2 separate regions of the Anser cygnoides genome follow, and region 1 is linked to region 2. The links are chromatin contacts, called in public Hi-C maps. All regions are on one chromosome and are shown on one strand. The core of a region is the stretch at or near the end of the contact, and the rest is flanking DNA. Distances in the headings are between cores, read along the strand shown.

Region 1 (6,775 bases), core at 2,513-5,012, 700 kb after region 2:
ATCTGCCGGTGGAAAAAAAAAATATGTTTAGGGCTGCTTCTTCCCCCGCTCTCACAAATATTAATTGTGGTTTGAAACTTGGAAAACTTTATTTAAAAAAAAGTAATTTAGTAGCTGATCTTTATCATGAACATATCTCAGCTCATATATATATGTATCACACAAGATTTCTCCACTCATGAGTGTATAACCATGAAACGAACCATGGAAAGATAAAATAGCATAGTTTATACTGAGAATCTTGATAAGGATTGTGCACGTAAGCATGTCTGTTCAGCATGTGTAAGAATCTATTAATATATATTAATATCTAACGATGCATACATTAGCTATGCAATATATATGATGTACTCGGGTAGTATGTGAGTAAACTCTATGCATTAATAATCATGTGGCATGGGAAGCTGGAACGTTTTTCTCCACACTGCAGCCGAGCACAACTCTTGCTGCAGATAATTCTTCCCTTTCACCTTATATAAAGGCAGCCTGAGAGCTGGCCTTTAAATTACCCACACGGACGAGTGGCTTGTGGCGTTTTGGCAGCGTTGGACATTTTCCTCTGGAGACCACAGGCATCATCCTTGATATTTTGCCTCATGCATTTGGGTATTTAGACTAACTGGAAAAAATTGGGTGTAAATACTGCCAATTCTGTAAATCGCTCGTTTGCAGTATAACAATGGGAGAAGTTTTTAAGGAGAAGAAAATTGCCTAAAAGTCAAAACTAGCATCAAAATGTCCCTGTCATGAACTGCCTGTGGCCTGGGTCTTGCAGCCCTCACACGGCCAGCCCCAAACTGATCACTTCTGGGGAAGCTTTGCCCACACCATTGCTGGCCAAAATCCTCATCCAAACTTTTAAAGGAAATCTTTTCTGTCTGCTAGTCATAAGAAACTGCATTATATATGCACTCTAATAATAATAATACAGAAAAAATAAACCTTGCCAAACTCAAGAGCACTAATTATATTATAATACTGTAAACTGCCCGAGGACATACATTAAAATTAAGATGGCAGTAAGTATTATACAAGATGAAAAGCCTCACAGTAAGAAACTGCAAGTAGATTATTTTTCCTGCTCTATAACCATTTTTTTCAAGTTAACGAAGCAGTTATTTCTGTTAAATAATCATAGCTAGTGCTTATAAAAGTTGCACAGTATCCCTAAAGCCACTAAGAGAATCGGCTGATTAGAGGAAAAATAAAACTAGTTGAGTAGCTTTGTATTGCACAGGAATCTGGTAGAGGAAAAAATCGTGGCACTTCCATAAACATTTTCAGAAGTCCCTGTGATGATCAACATCTGGCAGATAGGATGTACTGCTAAGATAGTGTGGATTCCAGATGCCTTTTTGGCTATTTGACCATAAATCTACAAGCAGGTGTCGGCAAAGCTTAGTGCCTACTCACACTCCAGCTCCAGGCTGGCTGTGTTCGCTCTCCGAGGGGCAGCTCCAGCCCCGTTTTACTCAGTGGAGGAGCCCGATTTGCGTTCACAGGGACTGGATTCATTCATTCACTCATTCATACCGCAGACAAAGTCATGCCAGGTGGGTGCACCCACCGGCCCCACGCTAGTGTTGCAGGTGCTCCAGCCTGGGCACGAGGGGCTGGGGCTGCGGAGGCCTTGCCAGGGCCCCTCCTGAGCTGCCTTGGCTTGGAGGGGAAAAAACGAGGGAGGAGTTGGGAAGGACTGGACAAAAGTGAAAGTCTGAGGTGGGATTTACCCTTAAGAACACCTGGCCCTGGTGCAGGTTGTGCTTATACCCTGGAAGGACAGCTTCTTGCTCTCCAAGAGCAAATAAGAGTAGGATCCAGCTCCTTCCTACCTGGTCCCTCCACCCTCAAGCAGAAGCCCACAGAGTGGTGCTGGTCACATTTAACCGTGAGAAGTATGTGGTGGCCAGGTTACACACGCTGAGTTGGGTGTTTTCAGGGATGCCACCATGACCTCTGGCTGTGCGGTGACACACATGAGCAGAACCCTCCCCAGACCCAGGACACACGATTTCAGTTTCACAGGATTTAGACCTGCTTTTCCTGAGCCATGCTTAATGAATCTGATCTGGTATTTCTGCAATGCAGCACACATGTGAGCATGTTTTGGAGGTATGATGACAACAGTGCTCTGATAATTTATGTCTTCTACCTATCTGTCCCTCATATCCACATGGTTTAGAGAACCCAGGCCTGCCAGTCTTTTGGAGACTCTGAAAATGACATTTAACTGGTCAAATATAATAGAGAGGAGTGTCCTATTTTCCCCTCTCCAGGTGTTGCGGATGGGATACCTGATGGCACTGCCAGCGGGACCACGTGGCTCCCTACGAGGAGAGGCACCGGGATCCCACCCCAGCACACTGCCAGCCAGAGGGCGGGTGGTTGCGGGCCTGGCGGTGCAGTCCATGGGGTGTTATTCTCCTGCCATTCACTTGCAGCCCAGCAAAGCTCGCTGTGGTGTTGGACATGGTCCTTGTGCAGGAGGTGTGGGACAGGAGGAGGGAGTGAGAAGGGAGCTCCTTGGGTCTGGCTGTCTGGGGCACAGCCAGGTCCCAGGTGGGAGCCCTTACACAGACACCCTCCCCTTCCTTGGGATAAGCAGCAGTTCCACCCAGGAGATCAAGATCAGGTTCCAGCTAGATTTGAGGCTATTTCCTGCAGCTGTTGCTGCGCCCTCCATCTCCACAGCCCCAGAGCCTCCCTTGATGGCGAGGTGCCCGTATCACACCCAGCATCAGGGCAAGTGCCTCGCCTGCATGCAATGACGCACTACTGGGGCAAGAGGAGGAGAGCGAGCCCAGGTGCCCACACCCGGGCCAAAGCTCTCTTCTTTCATCCTTGCCATAAACCACTGTGCCAGGCACAGCCTTGCAAAACCACGGGTGGTGGGACCTGCGGCGTGGCTGGGCAGGCTTGTACAGGCCGAGGAGCCCCCTGCTCCATGCAGGAGCAGTCTCCTTTGGCACGCCACCTCTGGCGCCGCTGGGGCTCAACTGCAGCCACTGCAGCCCTGGCAGCACGGGGTGCAACGCTCCTCGTGCCGGCAACCGGAGCAACCCGTGCCCACCTGCATTCCCAACGGAGAGCCGGTGCTCTTCCGTGTGCTGCTGAAAGCATTCGCTTCTTCTCTGCACTAAAGCATTAACCAACTTTCACCATCCAGCCCACCCCCACTGAATGAATATATACCTGTGGTTTTAGATATTAAAAGGCATCTGCATTTAACATCCATATTGCTTACAGAAAAAAGCATGAAAACATTCCTGAGGTTTTATTCAACAAGAACAGTCAGAACAGGAGCGATTTAAATCTGTTGATAAATTTGTGCTTTTCACAAATGTTTACACACACGATTTCATAGTTATTAGCAATTGTAATATATTAAAAATGCTACCCATTACCCAATGATATATTTGATAATCACATCTCTGGAGAAAAAAATCATTCACCCAGTCATCAGCTGCTTTCTTACGTTTTTACATTGCATCATAAAGTTCTCATTAGCCTAAAACCACGTGTAAATTAGTCAGTTTTGTTTCCTTGCCCAATCATAATGTTTTTTTTCAGTTTGGGCAGCCTCAAGTTTAATATATGTATGCAGAGTCATCAAAACAGAAAACTGTTACTTACCGACTGATGTAAGTCCATGTTTTATAGATTCCTGTATGATGGCCGTGTGAGAACTAGAAGACATTATTAAGTGTAAATATACAGTACCCTTGGGTGCAAGGTGTACAGCATTGAGTACGGAAGGGGTGCAGCCTGTAAACTTTTCTGGCCTTGAGACCCAGGCTATAATAACCTTCAGTGAAAGTCGGCGTGATGAACAACAACAAAAAAATTATCCAAGAATTCAGAAAGTAACAAGCGTGTCTTTCGGTGGACTCTGTACTTTTTCCAGCATTAGTGACCTGCTGTAAACCATGTATCCCATTTCATGATAGTCTCTAATCAGAAGAATTGGAACTTGTGATAGGTTTGGCCCCGTCACGTGATTTTGTACAGCTTGATAAGAGGACCCTGTTATAAAGTGACAGCAAAAGAGATAAGAACTCTTGGCAGATAATGGCAGAGAAATGATTAACCTGGAATGGAGAGGTGCTATGAAGCCCAGAGAGTGGAAGGTTGTAAAGTTGTAGGGTCATAAGATCATACTGAGTGGATGAAAAGCCATACCAATGTAAGTGTAATGACTATAAACTCAGACTTGTGACCTGTCTTCCTGATGTCATCACCTCTTTGCACAGTGGACAGCAAGCACGGTTGTTTTGGCTTCTGTAAACACTCTTTGGATGGCAAAGCAAGCAAGCATTAATTCCTTAAAGGAGGCTTGAGAATGTGCCTGGGATTCAGCGCCCTGAGTGACAGCAGGCGCGAACCTCTGCTGGAGGCTTTGTCAGACAGAATCACTTTATTGCCCCCGTCCTCGGGCTGGAGACAAGCCCCAGGTTGTGGCTGTTCAGTTAAAGGTGTACGCTGTTCTCTCAGCAAAGCAGGAGCTTAACAGCATGGCTAAACACCGATACCCCAGGATTAAGGTACACAGACAGCACTGTGCTCACCCCTAAGGCTGCTGAGGGACGAAGCGCACTCCCAGCACGTCAGAGGGCTGCCAAGGGTTGTTCTGCAAGCGCCGGGCAGAGCGGCGGGCAGCTGCGCTGGGTTCTCAGCTTGGCCGTGGGCGCGCCGGGCCACGGGGCGCTTTCACGGCCACGGAGGAAGAGGTGCCATGGGGGTAGCACAGCCCTCCGGGGCTCCCTGCGGCCGCGGGGCCCCTCCTGGGCGCATTGCGGTGCCCGCAGCGGTCGCTGCAGCCTGGAGTCTGAAGCCTGTAGGCGCTTCCTGAGAGCAGGCTCGCGCCTGAGTGCTCAGACGATATTTGATATTTCAAGTCTCTTGAAAAAGAGAGAAGTTATCCCACTGTGGGCTGGATCTGAAGCCTCTTGAAGTCTGCAGGAGTTTTTCTCTTGAAATTTGTGGAGGGCTGTAAAGCAGCATATGCTCTTTTATATACTTTCTCGTGATGGTTACACTTTGATGATAAAGTGGCAGGTGGGTTACTGAGGGCTCACACTGAGCACCCTCTCAGGCTTCTCCCAGTCAGGCCTGAGCAGGCCTCATAATGGGGTTGAAGTGGCAAACCCCAGAGCAACTTGTGAGGCTTGGGCATTATGGCCTGGAGCCCTGAAGTACCAGCGGTCTGTCTGTGCAGTGCTGGCCCTCTCTACAGCCCCCCAGCGAGGGTGGCAGGCTATGAAGGGAAGGCCTCATTTTCCAAATTCTTATTGAACAACTGCACGTGAGTTTTGCATACTTTATTTACCATGCCGGAGTGTACAATTCAGACACTTACTTGTTCACTCAAATGAGTGCCAGTCATAAATATTCACTGTTTATGGTACATGCTGCAAGTGAAATCATACAGACCTATGCACCAAAAACTTCCAGAAGTCAGGTTTCTCTTCCTCCTTTTTATAGTTGTAAAGTGAGCAAACTGTACCCAACTGCCTCTCAACAATGCTGTGAATTATTGACTTGTAATGTTTGTGAAATGCTTTAAAAGTAGAAGCATGCAATGCTCGTGTATCTTCCTATTTCTTACAGGAAAAAAATAATTTGCAAATCAGGTGAAACAGATACTATGAGTGTTTTTTCAGGGTCACTGATAATTTTATCTAATTAGATTGACTGAAAGCTGGAAGCCAGCTTTTACAACAGTTTTGATATAAACCTAAGGAATTTGTCTCTCTGTCTATTCTATTTCATTTGATCATCAAATAGGTCTTAAATTCTATTCATAAAAAATATGAACAATGATTTATTCCATCAGAAACAAACAAAACCACGTGTCTTTCAGAATGGGAGAGAAAATAGAAAGGCAGTGCTGCAAGTGATACTGAGGCTAGAAACTTTCTACTGTGTCATTGGAGACATTGCTGGAGCACTGCTGGCCCATATACAAGGGCTTCTATAAAGGAATCTGCCGTATGTGGGGGAGAGAGATACTAAATCATAGGAAATATAAAGAAACTTCATGCTTTTGGCTTCAAATTCTGTCATTCCTTTCCTTTCTTGCATCAGTATCAAATGTCAGGGTCACTTAAAAATGTTCCTTTTTTCCTTTCTGATACTTTGTCACCATGGATAGAAGAATGTGTATGCCAGGTGCACAACCAGACAGACTTTCTTTGCCTCTCTTTGTACCTGGTCCAGTGGTGGAAAATAAACTCGTAGGAAAACTCCAGGACAGTCTATATCAGCCCATGATCCAGCACCTCTGTATATTTAGCAGTGATATGTTTGGGCTTCAGCTGAAAAAGGATGTGTGTAATGAGGCATATTTGTCTCACTGAAATAAAATACTTGTGTTTATGGCGGAATACTTTGCTTGATCAGTAATTGAGAACTGTAGCCTTTTCACGTGGAAGTCTCTGGTAAAGAAGCCACTGGTCTTGCTGGGATCAGCTTTTCCTAACTGGGGCTGCAACATCATGAACTCATTTTATATCTCTGTGTTTTTCAGGTATTTTATTTTAATTATTTACTTCTAATTATTTACTTTTGATTATTCTATTCTATTTTTATTTTCATCTGGAAAGGGTGAAACAAGGCTTTTGGAAGGTAGTGTTATTATTTCACATGTGCTTTTCTCTCTGTTTTTTCATGAAGATAGGTAATTGAAAACCATTTACTGTCTTTTTTTTTTTTTTGCCAGTTCTTGTATGATGAAATTGTCCCTTGTTTGTCCCTCAGACAAATGTCCCTCAAAGAA
Region 2 (7,261 bases), core at 4,464-6,963:
ATTGTGTAAAAATACTTGCTGCCCACAGTGATTTTATTTACTGCTGATAAACTCCATCATATTAAGGCACTGCAGGTGCCTGCAATTGATTCACAGCAAATGCCTGCTTTCCTAAATTAGTACTGATGCTTCAGTACCATGACATGAAATATGGTTAGCAGCAGCATGTTAGACCTCTTACACAGACACCAGTCCAGGCAACAAACTTTTCCCTTTAAATACATATGAAATGCTAACAACAACAATAAGGCAGTACATTAAGACCTTAAACAGTATCTATAACTGACTACTGCTCTCAGCAAAAAGATCACCATGGTGCTATGATTTCTAGAGATTTATGTGACGGTTGTCTTGAAAAGATCTTAGGGTCTACGCAGCAATATATGCCCAAAATAACTGATCTTTTAAAAGTGCTGCTCTCTGGATGGCACCTTCTGTCTCTCAAGACAACATGATATCTGATGAGTAGTATTATTTAGAATATTCAAAGGAGTTGCCAAGAGATTACCAAAGACATTCGTGTCTGTTATCTCCACCAAGTTATAGCAGGACTCAGAACACATATGCTGACAAAATACAAATTAAAAAGTTCACTTAATTTGAAAACTGTCAAAGTATACATATGGAGTGTTAGTATGTAATTTTTTTCATTAAAAATGAATAATGTCAGAAGCAATTCTGTAATAGTCTTCTGCAATAGTATCTCTAAATGAAGTAAACACAATGCACATGTTCTGCATTTCTACTGGCTTTCAGAAATAAACTCGGGACCAAGAACTTTACTCATTAAGACTACCCTCAAGAACTCACAGTACTATTCTGTACAGGTAAAGAGACAGGGAGGAGCAAACGCATAATTTAGACATTAGTTTCATAAAGCTCTTAAGAATCTGTTTAATTCAATGATCCCAGTGATTTGAATGGTACTTAGTCTTCAATAAAAGCTAATTAAAAAGTATCTTTGTATATAAAGATCATGTAAATATTTCTACCAGACTTCAACAATAAGTAAAACCACCAGTATATTTGAAAACTTCTCAAAGACAAAATTATCTAACCTTTTCAAAGCCTAATATTAGACATGTTTAAAGATCTAGACCTGTAAGGACTATTCTGCAAGCATACATTATAGTCGACAGCACTATATATGACTGAATTAAAGAACTCAGTTCCATTTGGAACAAGTATTTTCATCCTCTTCCAAATTATTTTCTTGATATTCTTAGTATAGCCAGCAGAGGAAACACTAAGTTTTAGAGTTATTGGGTGCTCACTTTTTCTTTTTCTTTAAGAATTTCAACCAACAACACAAAGAACTTAGGGGCATCATGAAGCTTTTTTTTTTTTTTTTTTAAAACTAGAGGGAACAAAGTGACAATACACAGTCCAAAACACCTCAAAGGTACATGCGTAAGAAAGGTGTGGTCTGATTCAGCTAGTTACAACATTTAGACTTCCCAAGCCAAGGCAGCTGCAATGCTAGTGGCACAACTAGCATTCTTACTTTTTCAAAACTGCTTAGCTCTGCCAGGCTATAATGTATTATCAAGTTGCCATTCTGTTTAATGTTTGACTCAACTATTCTCAGGTGTCCAGATCCAGAAATCTTTAATAATCTACAGCTTAGGTTCTTTCCAAATAGTATCTGCATAACAAATCTCCAGTAATTACAGTATACAAGAAACCTATAAAGTACAAAAATGTAATTACTGTAAAAAATGATACTGAAAATATCACACAGTTACACCAAAAAACATTGCGTATATTATTCAGGCACATAACGGGTCTCCAGAGGAAACATTCACCCGCTTGAGTACACAATCTATAAGCAAGCATTTAATTTTCTTAAGGATTGCTGCTGCCAAGATTCCACAAAAATATCTATTCTATACTAAACAAAAACTAAAATCACTTAAATTCTATATTAAACTACAATTGGTTTATGTCTTTTAGAAGAGCAACTCATATCCAATAGAGCTAAGCACTAAGCACCAATACAGTAACGAGTTGAGAATATCCACAACCCTGCAGATCAGAACCTAAGCTTTGTAAGCAACTGTCTCCTTCTCATCACCTCTTTAATTGCAGAGTACAGTAGGTGTGTCAAGTTAACCAAAAGCCCAGAGGCATTTCATTGTTCAGACAGAAGTGAAGCACTGCTTCAAGAAAACAAGAAAAAAATAGGCCATATCTTTGAAATCGCTAACACAGAAATTGCTTTATACCTTCACTTTAGCAATAAAGAAAGTTCTCAACATTGCATACACTAGAACAGCAATCATAATGCAACTTGATGAAGTGAGTTACAGTTTTCTTGCTCTTTTTATTTAATGTTTAACTATTAAAAAGTCATGACACAAACCTGGGTCCACGTGTCTGGAGTTTCTTCTAATTCCATTCGTTCGTTTCTGAATAGCAAAAACACAAATTAAGGATATGAATAAACTTGTTTTCACGAAGGCATATTAAGCTCCTTTCGTTCCCACAATCTACTAGGCAAAGATGGTTATCTTATTTCCCCTCACCACCATCACCACAATTATCTCTATCTGATAGAAATATCCTACTTTGAAAATTATTCTTAGTAATGCAGAAAGTTTATTCATACATCCTATTTTTTCCTGACATGATGCTCAAAAGATTCTTAGTCCACAGAGGGTTTATTCATATATCAATTCCTTTGGATACTAAGCACTTTTTAAAAAATCATTTACGAACATGATAATAGAAAAATACACAATTTGGTAACATCTGATCCAGATAACGTCCATAAACACAGTAGTAGTGAGGCTGCTTCTCTTCTTCTATTGCTTTAATAAGGTAGAAACTTTCTCTGTTCCTACTCTGCACTTAAGGTATGTGGAATTTCCTAGAAAATTCTTAATTTTCTGGGCAAGTACTTAAATGTGTTTAGTAACTCCCCTCCCTCTTTCTTTTAAATTTGGATAAGTAGAGCCGCACATAATCAGAAACACTAACAAGAATGAGACTTTTTTTTTAATGATGAGGTTGATTTTTTGATGTTGTTATTGCTGTTGTTTTGTTTTTCTATATACTTTATTCTCCAGGACATATAATATGGGTCCCTGAAAACATCACTGTGAAACAAGGCACATCTATGAACTACTATCTACTTTTGCAAACTTGTTTTAACTGCTAGCTTGCATTAAGGTTCATGCATTTTTATTTATTTTTTTAATCAAACCAAGCAGGGGAAAGCACGTTGCATAACAAAGGGAACAATTAGATTGCTCCGATTTACTTGCAGTTGATATAAGCTGATGCAGGACGAACAACCAAGGTGAGCCAGAAAGCAGTAACCTGAGGCACAACCAAATTGCTAAGCCCTATAGCAAGCTGGTAAAAAGGAAAAGCTTGATTTAAAAACAGCTTTCAGACTCTTGAGTCTTTGGACTTATTTGGTCTATACCCCACATTCTAATTGAAGAAAGGATGCAGTGGTTTTTTTTTTCAGCTGCAGTAGAAAGAAGAAAATTGTGAGTTGCTGCTACAAGAAGTGAAGGTAAAGTTAAATAAATAAATAAATGGCTCAGTTATATCTGACTCCATTTTTTAGCAATTGAGGCAGTATTACTTTTCAGGATTAATGCAGATTTGCACATGAGAGGTAAAGAGAAAAAGCAAATGTCAAGGAAGATGCAGACATTTAACTGAACTGAAAAAAAATACAGTAATTATGTGACAACACAAGTCAAATACACCGAAGCACCAGATAGAAAATGATGCTCTATACCCTTAAATATATTGCAGTACCAGTAGACTTAATTACTGGTATGAAAAAAATCCATCTTTCCCAGAATCATGAATTCTAACTTATACTTAAATTACCTCTTGTTGAAAAATTAATTTAAACAGGCAATTATTTAAGAATGAAACTAATTCAAACATTTTGGCTCAAATCAATAGCCAATACCAAATCAATAGCTCTCAAAAGGAAGCTGTCTCTTTACACAAAAGAAAAGATTTCAGAATCACGCTGGGGGTGAGAAGCTTAGGGTCTTGAGGGCTTAGCTACAATTAGTATACATATTTTCTTCATCTGGCCACCTGTGTTCACCTTATTTAGCTTTACATACTTGGCAACATGGCCCACAAGGTGCAGCAAGCAATCTGTTCATGGCTTCCCAGTGCTGCCTGTCAGCTGCAGTACCAGGAGACTTAAGCTAACAGACCATGCCATAATTTTCATATTTAAAAGTGTCCTTACCTAGCAGACATTTCTAGGCAGAGACAGTAAAGACAAGGCAGCAGGTGGCTGGAAGTACAGCCGGCGAGACACTGGCTGAGGGAACCGTGAGGAAGGCAGGCAGGCGGCAGACATTTCGGGGCATGCAGGCAGGCTGCAGGGCCGCAAGCACAGGCTCTTGTGGTAACACAGCCCCAGCACCCCTCTCCTCACTCTGGGCTCCCCCGGCCACCCTGTCTGTCCTCACCCTGACAGACCCCAGGAACCCCAGCAAGCCCAGCTGTAAAGGCTGGTGCTCACTGCAGCCCCCCGGCCTACTGCAGCCCAGGCCCCCGGCCACTGAATGTGCCAGGTGCTGGGGCTCCCCTCCCCAGCAACACTGCAGCAGCTCAAACGTAGGCGGGCATGAGGGGAGTCAGCCTTGTGTGTGACCAACCATGAACCCTTCTGCGCCAGTCACGTCAGCCATAACATCCTTTCAATTCCGTTACTGATCTTAGAGATAGCACCAAAACACCAGTGTTAATGGAGAAAAAGAACACACATCCTCATACATCGTTCATAACCAGTGTGGCACTTAAGCAGTTAAATTACCATAAACTTCTGGTGTAAAATATATGCTAGGAACTATTATACCCTAAGACTTAGTGCTGCCTTTCTTTTGTCAGAATTGGCTGACAAAAAAATAACTGCTACGCCCTTCTGTGCTTCAGTGGAGAGGCACAAGTAACTGGCAAGAACATAACCCAGTAAAACTAGCAGTGTTCTTGAGTTTAAGTTGAGGTACACTACATATACCACTGTGACCATTTTAACGTTCTCTCAAGATGACAAATTCCACAGCCACTGAATAACTCTGACAAACGCATGTTTAAATAAAGAGGCAAAAATTGCCCGGCCAGTTCTTCACTGCCCAGAGGTCTGTGGAGAAGCAGACTTGGACACTAGCACTTCACTGCCGCAGAACTGGCTACTGTTTAAAAGAAGAGTAGACTTAATTCCACTGCCAAATTTGGTCTAGCAACACTGAAAAACTAGACATCAGTTGTGAAGTGTTTTTTTTTTTTTTCCTGTAATTAAAAAAAAATAAATACATCTCCACCCCTTCCAGTTCTCAGCATTAAGCCATGCCAACTGAAAATTGACACACGCTTGGAGCATAGTACATTTGTATGTAATTGTTTTCCACCATTCTAAAGAAATATGTTAGTAAAGGCAGAAGAAAGCATACATGTTCCAACAGCACATGCACAAAGTAAATGTCATCAACAAAGCAAAAGTCACATGAAAACAAATCCTTACCTCATGTTTCAGGTTCCCGTGTTCTGAAAGGTAAGTAAAAATTGGCATTATTGTCAACTGTAAATTTACGCTGCGTATATAGCTTCCTCAGCCTGCGCTGTGCCGCATGACGAGAAGCACCGCTACGCCCTGCGCTACCTGATACCTGCAGCACGCCCGGGCAGCGCCGTGCAGGCCGTGCTCGCCTCGCTCATTGGCTCTTCCAGCCAGCACTGCACAGGGCTCGCGCCCGCCAGCTGCCCGCGGGTGCAGGACAGCCTGATCCAACACACCTCACAGACTTTTGCAACCTCCCCAGTGCGCTTCCTAAGTATCAGCTTGTCGGGAATTAAAAGGTATTGCTCTTCATTGCAAATAGTGTTTGCACCTCTTCTCACCTGTCTCTTCAGAGTATGCCGAGTTGTATCAAGATAAGATGTGTATCTTCAGCTGAAACATTTTCTACATTTCTTGTACTTCGGTTTAGCATTGCATTAGTATGCAATGGAATTTAAAGCCTGTGGGTTTTTATGTGCTTTTTTGCTATGCATTTCTTATACTACTTATAAATGATATTAAAAAATATAGTCTTGTGGGTGATCAGATGGCATCAAGACAGTAATACTTGCACACACACAACACCAGACATAACTACAGAGACACTAAAAGTTGCATTTTTTATATGTATTTTTTCTTTGTGTCTAATCTGATAACTGATATTTTGGTGTACACTAGATGGTTTTGGTTCAGTGCCTTATCAAAGGACAACTGTATTTACCTGTGCATGTTCTCTAGGACTACACATGCTGCTGAGACAGAGTACTTACTACCCATGCCCAGTTTGTCACATTTGAACACTTTTACTGTAACTTCTTGTACACAGTGAGCCAACACTTGCAATAAATCAAATAAAAAGCTTTAACTGCAAGTCGATTTTGTTCCACAAAAAAACAAAAAGAATGACACGAACCAGTAAAGTGTGGGAAAAAAAACTTTTGGCTTTCTAGCATTTTATGCAAAGATAAGCAGGCATGCCAAGACCCAGCATGCTGGCTGAGGACTCGGGGCCAGGCATGCGAGGCCCAGCCTATTTACCACCAACAGAAATTCTTCTCATGTATCATTTTAGTCACTGTTTCTTCTCATACCGTATGCCAAAGATGCATCTTCCCATCATTCTCAGAAAATATTATCATCATTATACCCTTTCCAAAAGTGTTGATTTGCATTTGAACAGCAAGCACACAGAAGAAATATAAGCCAGCCCCAAAGGAGGAAATGCAGGTAGACTATGGAGGTTTTCAAAGGAGCCTGAGGGAATTAGTTGCCTAAGTGCTGCTGAAATCAATTCAATTTTGGTGTTTACTTTCACAGTTTCGTATGCCTTTCAGAAATTTTGCCAAAATCTAAATAAAATCACGCTTTTTTTTAATGTTTCATCTCAGCATTATATATGACTTCAAGGGAAAGTCATTTTGGTAAGTACTTTCAGAGGGGCAAAAGCAAAACTTCAAACCCAGACTCGAAGGGTCCATTTTGTTAAGAATGACCTTATTTAGTTCTGAAGATCTGTTATCACAAAACAGAAATGGACATGTCTTTCTATCCTCCAACAGGAATGAATCAATCTGACTTTTAACAGTTGCTGTTGAGTTGTGGGTTTTCTCCCCCTTTAGCAAATATCCCAAACAACTACATGAATGAGCTCCATTTGATGATTTCAGCATCCCAACACTCTTGACAATAAATAATTAAGAAACTCATTAACTTCCA

The links. A called contact is a pair of places that touch in the nucleus more often than the background predicts.
Region 1: a Hi-C map of liver shows a contact between it and region 2, with 2.5 times the contacts expected there. The contact joins the promoter of NR5A2 here to the enhancer-like site in region 2. A contact is called at or near these places in 2 of 7 Hi-C or Micro-C datasets (both in liver).

The regions. Positions count from the first base shown.
Region 1 is chr8:7,119,034-7,125,808 of Taihu_goose_T2T_genome, forward strand. It overlaps NR5A2 (nuclear receptor subfamily 5 group A member 2), which reads right to left and starts at 3,763. Exons shown (of 8, transcript XM_048067007.2): 1 at 3,634-3,763. The coding sequence starts at 3,697. The region is part of intron 2 of LOC106041951 (a long non-coding RNA gene); the gene reads left to right.
Region 2 is chr8:6,413,083-6,420,343 of Taihu_goose_T2T_genome, forward strand. It overlaps VAV3 (vav guanine nucleotide exchange factor 3), which reads right to left. Exons shown (of 52, transcript XM_048066888.2): 18 at 5,510-5,532; 19 at 2,363-2,408. Among named protein-coding and RNA genes, the nearest start is that of VAV3, 110 kb to the right of the region's middle. Within about 2 kb of position 5,714, at least 3 of the 3 cell types and tissues checked have open chromatin away from gene starts, as enhancers often do. A contact at or near this core is called in liver, where this site is marked.